Regions from separate parts of the Mus musculus genome. Here region 2 is linked to region 1. Evidence: chromatin contacts called from public HiChIP or PLAC-seq data. All regions are on one chromosome and are shown on one strand. The core of a region is the stretch at or near the end of the contact, and the rest is flanking DNA. Distances in the headings are between cores, read along the strand shown. Region 1 overlaps Disc1 (disrupted in schizophrenia 1). Region 2 overlaps 4930567H12Rik (RIKEN cDNA 4930567H12 gene).

What was found. HiChIP or PLAC-seq counts read pairs in DNA pulled down with a chosen protein or histone mark.
Region 2: a contact with region 1 is called in an H3K27ac HiChIP or PLAC-seq map of microglia, with 7 times the contacts expected there. The contact joins two enhancer-like sites. A contact is called at or near these places in 3 of 39 promoter capture datasets (cranial neural crest, liver and maxillary cranial neural crest), 1 of 484 Hi-C or Micro-C datasets (nephron progenitors), 5 of 115 datasets of contacts at active chromatin or transcription factors (acute myeloid leukemia, bone marrow-derived macrophages, embryonic basal ganglia and 2 more) and 2 of 9 other capture datasets (embryonic stem cells and embryonic tail).

The regions. Positions count from the first base shown.
Region 1 is chr8:125,224,951-125,229,123 of GRCm38.p6, reverse strand. All of the region lies in intron 10 of Disc1 (disrupted in schizophrenia 1), which reads right to left. Among named protein-coding and RNA genes, the nearest start is that of Gm30713, 160 kb to the left of the region's middle. Within about 2 kb of position 1,818, at least 74 of the 459 cell types and tissues checked have an H3K27ac peak or open chromatin away from gene starts, as enhancers often do. A contact at or near this core is called in acute myeloid leukemia, bone marrow-derived macrophages and microglia, where this site is marked.
Region 2 is chr8:125,597,980-125,602,152 of GRCm38.p6, reverse strand. All of the region lies in intron 2 of 4930567H12Rik (RIKEN cDNA 4930567H12 gene), which reads right to left. Among named protein-coding and RNA genes, the nearest start is that of 4930567H12Rik, 15 kb to the right of the region's middle. Within about 2 kb of position 1,917, at least 33 of the 459 cell types and tissues checked have an H3K27ac peak or open chromatin away from gene starts, as enhancers often do. A contact at or near this core is called in acute myeloid leukemia, bone marrow-derived macrophages and microglia, where this site is marked.

The DNA of each region.
Region 1 (4,173 bases), core at 569-3,068:
CGGGGCAGGGTCTTCAATACTAAGACATTCCCACGTTCACACCGCACCAATTGTGAGCGAACCGAAGTGGTTGTGTTGGAGCAAGCAGAGCTCTGTCAAGCAGTTGAAGGAGTCTTGGAATCTCAAAAATCACACATAAGAACAACTTGCTTTCCTTTCTTGCTGTGGAAAGCCAGCCCACCATGGATTGCATAAGCACTCCCAAAGCTGCAGATTATCAACAAATCACAGACATGGGTATCCTAGCTCCCTATCTGTTGTGATAAAACACTGAGCAAAAGCAATGGATGGGAGGAAAGCATTTGGCTTACAATCACTGAAAGAACACCTGCCCAGAGAGACTGGAAAAGTATCCAACCTAAGGTTAACAAAAGGAAGCCTTCCTGGTGGTAATTGTTGTGGAATTGGCTACATTAAAATTTAAAGTCTCAGAATAAATATGGAAGGGCCATTCAGTCTGGCTTCTTGACTGCTCAAGCCCAAACAAACCAAACTCAAATTTCAAATTATCTCTACAATGTCTAAGGGGGAGAGAGCTTTCTAAGCAGCTCAGAAGGACAAAACAGAAATATCTAGATGTTTTTGGATATATATGTATGCATATATTAAAGTTTGAATGTATATATGATCAAGGCATCAGAAAATCTGAGGGTACACTGTCCCGTAGATGACGACATCTAGCTGTGTCCTTGTATGGTGGGAGGAGCAAAGATGCTAATGTTATAACTTCTGAAGGCCACACCCCAATGGGGAGTAAGAATCAATACTTTAATTGAGACAGGGCATAGATATCCAGGTCATGGCAGGTTATTTAAGAAGTCTGCGATTTGATGGGAGAAGAAGCAAGAGAAAGGGGAGGTGGATGAGGGAGAAGAGGAGAGGTGAGGAGGGAGAGGAAGAAGCAGAAGAGGCCATGGGCACAGATCCCTCTATAAGGCCACATGGGAAATCCCGTTAGGATCCCGCTTTTCTGACCTGTATAGTACAAGGTGGTGGTGTATGATGTCACAGTTGGTGCTTGTGCTACAAACTGTGCCGGTAATGAATAAGTTGTGGGTTAATGGCCACTGTGTTCCAATATCTACAGGGTTGGTTCTCAGGCACAGAGATCTGAATTGGCACAGGTGCCAACACACACGTGCCTGACACCCAACAGGCTCAGGCGGGTACGTCTGGCACACACCCAAGAACCCCTTAGTGTTTCAGGCTAGCTTCACTCCTAATGCTGGAGACCTAGGAATTCTCCTGAGGTTCAGAGCTATCTTCCACGGCAGAGGCAAAGGCAGCCCAGTGCCCTCATCCTTCTGGCTTGTGAGAAAGGAAACCCTCTTGTCAGAGCTTTCATCCACCGCCTCTAGAAAACTGTCTCAAACTGCAAGACAGCCATGAACTGAGTCTACTTACAGAGAATTGTGGGGTGCCCATTAGGCATGTATAGGAGAGGACAGATTGAGCCTCCTCAGGTAAAAGGAAGCATCCGTTTGCCAGGCACTATGGGTACATGATGGCACCATCACCCTATGACCCGACAGGTCTCAGCTGAGGGGAAGTCACTGTGACAGGGCACTGCTGCGGTCACAGGCTGAGAAGAAATCTGGGACCTGCTGGAGCCCAGGGCCAACTCAGAACTGTACCGAGGAATTGTGTGCAGACATCTCTATCCATCCAGGCACACAGAGTATCATAACAGCTGAAATCTAAATTGAAGTCTAAAAATAGCACAATAAAATTACTTCCTTCCTTCACTCCACAGAGAGCAAGTGGGCTGACACTCACAGCTGCAGGGCACGGCTGACTTCCGGAGTTCGCATGGACAGAACGGTTACACAACTGCCCCATCTTGTGAACACATTGCCCATCCCAGAGAATGGGGGAGCCAGAGCAATTACCCGGTTGGTGGAAACTGATCATGGACATTTGATTATAGTTATTAATGGGGAGAATGGGAGACAGACCGCTGAGCGGCAGGCTAGCGCTAAGTGAATGTGTATGAGATTCCTGGAGGGGGATTAATTTCTGTTTGCTTTTCATCTCTCAGCTACCATCTGAATGTGACACCGAGTCTAAGCGTGACTTGTCACAGCCTTATCAGTATTCTGTGCCTTGCATGCTGGTCACATTATCTCCGCTGGATGTACCAAACGAGGGGTCTCTTGCTGTGGGGGTTCATTTTCCTCTGATTCTAATGCGGAACTGGGGTTAGCTAGTGATTGGCTTTTCAGGGGAGAATCGTACCTTGGCGTGTCAGAAAGACACTCTTCAAGCAAATATTTGCCTCTCTGTGTGTTTCCCATTGGCACTGAGCACACAGTTCCTAATCTGGAGGGCGCACAGGCTCTCCTCAAGCTTTCGGCCCCATCAGAGGACGCTGGGCTTTTTCTGTATCTCAGCTATGAGATCTCAAGCTCTTCAGGTGAGCCACGTCCCATTGTCCTGCCCGTGGTGGCCTCTCAGCCTCTGTGCATGGTTAAGTGACACACATGCAGTGCCAGAAAGCACGGTGCCAGACCACACTCTGTTCTGCCCCAAGTTCTGCTCTTCTCCAACCAGAGACAAAGATGATCTTATCAAGGCCTTCTCAGGGCTTTCAAGCCATGCTGTAGAGATAGTCCTGAAGTGTATCCTTCTCTAATGTTAGCAGACAGAAGGCCCCCAGAATCCATCAAGCCACACCAGAAAGATGATTCCTAAGTCATCCAATCTCTCTACCTTCCCCTGAGAAGCAGGCTGCTCCCCACATTGGATTGTGAGGTCCAGTGGGGAGGCCTCCCAAATGCAGCCAAATGCAGCCAAATCAATAACAGCAAGGGGATCACCTGACTGTGCTTAATATTTTTTTTGGGGGGGGGGTCAGTGAGTTAAAGCCAAAAAGCCAGTAGTATAAGAACCGTTGAGAAGACGAGATATGTGGGACATTGCCGGGCGTGGTGGTGCACATCTTTAGTCCCAGCACTTGGGAGGCAGAGGCAGGCAGATTTCTGAGTTCAAGGCCAGCCTGGTCTACAGAGTGAGTTCCAGGACAGCCGGGGCTACACGGAGAAACCCTGTCTTGGAAAAAAAAAAGATATGTGGGACACTCTATTCACCCCGACATGAGATCAGCATCATCTTTCTGGGGATTAGACTGTCTGGACATCAGTCTGCTGGCTGTCAGAAGAGTTCAGACTAAAGGAGTTTCAGACGAGAACCAGGCTCCAGGCTTCTGTGTGAACGTCCACCAGGTGTTTCCACTGCTGCCTGCACACCACACGTGGCCAAGCATGGCCATGAGAGTGACCTAACATGTTGCGACTTGTTTAAAACACAAGGGGATTACGATAGAAAATTTTGGCAGGGTCCTCCATAGTGAACTTTGTAGATGAACATGCTATGTCACAATGTCAAAAGAAGTCCCTCTTGGATGCTAAAACCTACGTGGGACCATGTTTACTCTCAGACTGTTCACCTAAACCCGACTAGCCCCTTCCTCTTATTGAAAGGACTCACAGTCACTTAGAGATGACAGGTCAGGCAAACTCCAGGGGCAGCTTGCCCTTCTGACTAGCAGGAGGAGGAGATATCCTTCAAACCCCATCTCCCCTTCACACTCCAGTGAGCCACACAAATGAACACACCTGTGCCACAGCAGCCTCGGGGGCCACTTCCATCCAATCCTGTAACTGCCAGCACTACCAAACTCCACTGTCAGAACAAGGACAGTTCCACAGAGAGCAACAAATAGAGAAATCCATGCAAGAGTCGATTAAGACAGGCTTGAGCCGGCTGATGCATCGCACCGGCCTGCCCCAGCGGCTGCGGCACCTCTGGGGAAACCACGGCATTGCTTACAGTCTCGTTTACAGAATAATAATGGAAGTAACTTGGCCAGATGGTCTGTGTAGTTGTCACAAGTCATCTCTTAGTGATTCTCACCTTAGGCTTCGTCCAGGAAATAATTACATGATTTCCATTGGAAACGTAAAAATTTTAATTACATGTATGTATGTATGTGTGTGCCCCATACTCATGTGTGTTACAGGTGGAGGTCAGAGGACAACTTGAAGAAATCAGCTCTCTCCTCGTACCAAGTGGGTCCCAGTGGGCAAACTCAGATCACCAGGCTCCGTGGAAGAACTACTGAACAAGCCATCTCACTGGTCTGGGGACTTTTTTTTCTTTAGCATAGCTCAGTGG
Region 2 (4,173 bases), core at 668-3,167, 370 kb before region 1:
AGACTCATCTTTGATTAACTCTTGCTAAGAAGTAGCTAGGGAGTAACTCTGGCCAAGGACAAGCTGTGGGGTCCTTCCTGGTACGTGGGTGCAGCCTGGGTTCTGCTGCAGGTCAACTTCTCATGCTTTTTTTCCTTTTCTTTAAGATGGAGGCCGGTCCCCAGATGGAGTAGGTTTGGACTCTCACTCACATATGTGGAGACACACAGAGGTATTTTGTTTTGTTTTATTTTTGAGTGTCAGTAGAACTATGTGCCTGCAATCCCAGGCCTGGGGAGGCAGAGCAGAATAGGATCCCATGACTTGTTGATCTGCCAGACTAGCCAATTGGTTAACTCTTGGTTCAGTGAGAGACCCTGTCTCAAAAAACCAGGTGTCGAGCAGAGTTCAGAGGAAGGCACCCTACATCAACCCCTGATCTCCACGTGCCCACACACACAAACACTCACAATACAACATTTAAAATAAAAATGAATCGAGCTATGAGCCAGGCTCCTTTTCTGTGTCTTGAGTTGTATGTCTCACTTTCAGGGGCTTAATTTAGTTACTTCCAACATCAGAGTCGGATGAGCCGCCGTTGTCCTGGAGTGCTCGGTCAGTTCTGTGACTGAGGCTGTGACACCTGGGGCAGCAGAAACTAGCTGCGATTTCCATCAGGGTAGAGTTGCCTTGCCCTTTCTACAGCTTGAAAATCAAAACAATACTTGCCTCGCCAGGATGTTATCCGAAGTCTATAAGGGCTGTTCAACAAGATGACAACTAGCGCTTGTTTTAAAACCCTGTAATGGTCTCAATGAAGGATCATTCTCTAAGGAAAAAGTTATTGGAATTGAATTGGAACGTGCCTAGCTCTGGAACTGTGACTGAACTGATAGTCTCCACCTGTGCGTCCACCAACAGTCCCCGCTGGCTGGCTACTCACCGGAGAAGTTTTAGTTAGTTCTAGGAGACCCAGTGTGACAACATGACATTCAGTAGGAAAGCAAACCTGTTCAGAAGCAGCAAGTCTGAGCGGTCAGTCTGCCTGCCTTCTTTTCTCCCTCCCTGCCTTCACAACTTCCTTTTTCTCCTCAACTCTATTCCTGTATTTCCTCTGTCAGCCCCCCACTCCACCCGCCACGGGCTCCTAGATGAAGTACAGACAAACACCCAGACATTTCCTTCAAGATCTGGGTCAAAGTGACCATGCTTTAGATGCCTTATAACCCCCCTCTCCTTAGCCTGTCTTAGGAAATGAATTGATCTTATCATGTGGCAAGGGAGCTGGTGTTGGAGTCCCCTCTGCGCCTCTCCCTTTCAAGGTCCCACCAAGCAATGATAACTAGAAACAGCAAGCGAGCAATGCCACCTGGATCTTGTCTGGGCCTCACCCTGGGTATGGATTGGCTGCTGCTAAAGCCGTAAGTTATGGCCACAGTTGTCTTCAGAGACCTTTCTGTAACTTCCCTGCTCAGACCACCAAGTATGTATTAGAAACTCTAGCGGATCCCTTCATGGTCACCAGACGATACCAAGGAAATTGGGGGCCCCTCATGGGGTTCTGTGGTAAGGTTGAATGGCTGTGATCTTGTCGGCTACTGTCCAAACCATACTTTGTAGTACTTATGTCTCAGGAGAGGGCTGGCAGGCTCTGTGGATTTTAATCAGTTGGGCGTGTGGTTAATATTGATTGTCTTGACAGGATTTAGGGTCACCATGGAAACAAATCTCCATGCATGTCTGTGAGGGATTATCTAGATTAGGCAGCTGAGGTGGGATGACCTATCCTAAAATACAGTTGTACCATCCGTGGGTCAGCATCCAAAACGGAATAAAACAAGAAAGCGACCTGAGCTCTCAGCTCTCTCTGCTTTCTGACTATGGACATCATGTGACACTATTTGGGGGAAGTTGTGGACCTTTAGGAAGCAGAGCCTGGCTGGAGGAAGTGTGTCACTGGGGCCAGGCTGTGAGAGTTTGTAACTTCAGCTCACTCTCTCTGCTCTGTGTGTGTGGTTAACAGCACGATCGCCTGGCTTCTTGACGTAGCTTCCTGTCGCCATCTAATCCCCCAACCCAATATCATGGGCTCTCCCGCTGGAACCCTAAGCCAACATGAGCTCTTCCTTACCTGGGTCATAATATTTTGTCACAGGGATAAGATGCAAGTGATATGGCTCACAGGCATCGGGGAGCGGCCAGTAGTAGAAAGTAAAGACGTGGATGAAAATAATAGAAAAAGAGAGAGATGGACATGAGAGTGGAAAGGGAAAGTTTCCGAGTGACAGCAAATAGAACCCAGATGATAAGCCCAGCAGGCAGCGAAACTCCTGATTGGATGAGTGCTGGTAAGCCCTTTGGGCAGCGCAGCTCCTGATTGGATATGTGCTGGTAAGCCCCTTGGGCAGCGCAGCTCCTGATTGGATATGTGCTGGTAAGCCCCTTGGGCAGCGCAGCTCCCGACTGGGTGTGTGCTGGCGTACACCAGTGTGCTAGTCATTTATAAATGGTGCCAGGTTTCCTGGAAGTCAGTCCGTCACTCAGGTGAGAGTCATTTAAAAAGACAGAAGCTAAACATCGATGCCACATGGCTCCTGGAGGGACGGCTGTCTAGAGTGGGGTGTCCAAGTGCTTCTTGGACGTATCCATGGAGGACCAGTTGTGGACACTTGTTTATACAGCAATGCTGGTGCTGTGTCAGCACTCAGTCAAGAGAGAAATGGAGAACATATATCCAAATGGAGAGAAGAGAGCTGGTGTGACTGAAGAGCCATCCTGGGGAATGTGCTGTACTTTTGTGGAGAGAGACTTTCAGATGGGAACTAAAGCACTTCTTGCGTTGGATGTTCTTTCCATGGGCCTGAGGGGGAGGATGAACATGGGTGGGAATGTGTGCCTTGTAAGGAAAGGCACCCTTGCCCTACACAGCCCTTTGGGAGCCCTTCAGCTGCCCACTGGGACACCCGCTCTGGCATTTTGATAAATCTTTACATGTGCAAATTAACTTCTTTCCAACTAATTACTTCTTTACTTCAAAGAACAACTCAGAAACTTGAGACAATCTCTTCAAAGACTTAACATAGAAATAGATTTTTCTTTCAGTAGCCTTGTCTCCTGCAACTCAGAGCTGAACACACAAACTCCGGGCTTCTCCAGGAGCCGGGTTTGTTTGAACTAGAACTCCAGTGGGAATCATTCAGTTGATTCTTCCTCCTCCGTGGTGCAGCTCATTGTTTCCTTTCCATACAGTCTGAACTACCTTGTTCACTGTTTATCGTTTATGTACTTATTATAGCTTAGTTATCTAATATGATGGTTTGGTTGTCAATTTGACAAAATCTACAGCAGCTGTTCTCAACCTTCCTAATGCTGCAGTCCTTTAGTACAGTTCCTCCAGATGTGACATACCGCCCCCCCCAAAAGATTATTTTCATTGCTACTCTGTAACTGTAGCTTTGCTACTGTTAGGAACCACAGTGTAAATATCTGTATTTTACATAGGAGTCGGTGGGCCTCCTAATGGGGTCGAGACCCATAGGTTGAGAACCACTGCTCTAGCATCTCCTGGAGAGGAAGGTTTGATGGGGGTTGGTCTGTGGGAGAGTCCGTGGGATGACTGCCCTGGTTACATTAACTAAGGTGGGAAGATCTACCCACTTCCTGGGAATGGATCTTGGATTGTACAAGAGTGAGAAAAATGAGCAGAGTGTTAGAGTACTGCATTAAGTCATTGCCTTAAGCTCTTGACTGTGGATTCAAAGTGACCAACTGCTTCAAGGTGACCCCTCCCCACCTCATTTTTTACTGCCTCACGATGATGGACTATAACTCGGAACTTCGAATTAAATGTACCCTTTCTCCCTCACATTGCCTTCATCAGGAAAATGAAACTCCAGCTGCCAGAAGGTGAGCTGGAGGAGGGCAGGCGTTAGGTCGCTGTCCCCAGCACCTAGAGTCATGTCTAGCGTGTAGGGAACTTGGTGGAAGTTTGTTCAAAGACTGAGGGAGATTTGATGTTGAGTGGTTTCCATTTTGACATGCTGAGTTCATGCTTAAACAGCTCTGCTACATAATTGCACTGGCTGGTTTTGTGTGTCAACTTGACACAGGCTGGAGTTATCACAGAGAAAGGAGCCTCCCTTGAGGACATGCCTCCCTGAGATCCAGCTGTAAGGCATCTTCTCAATTAGTGAT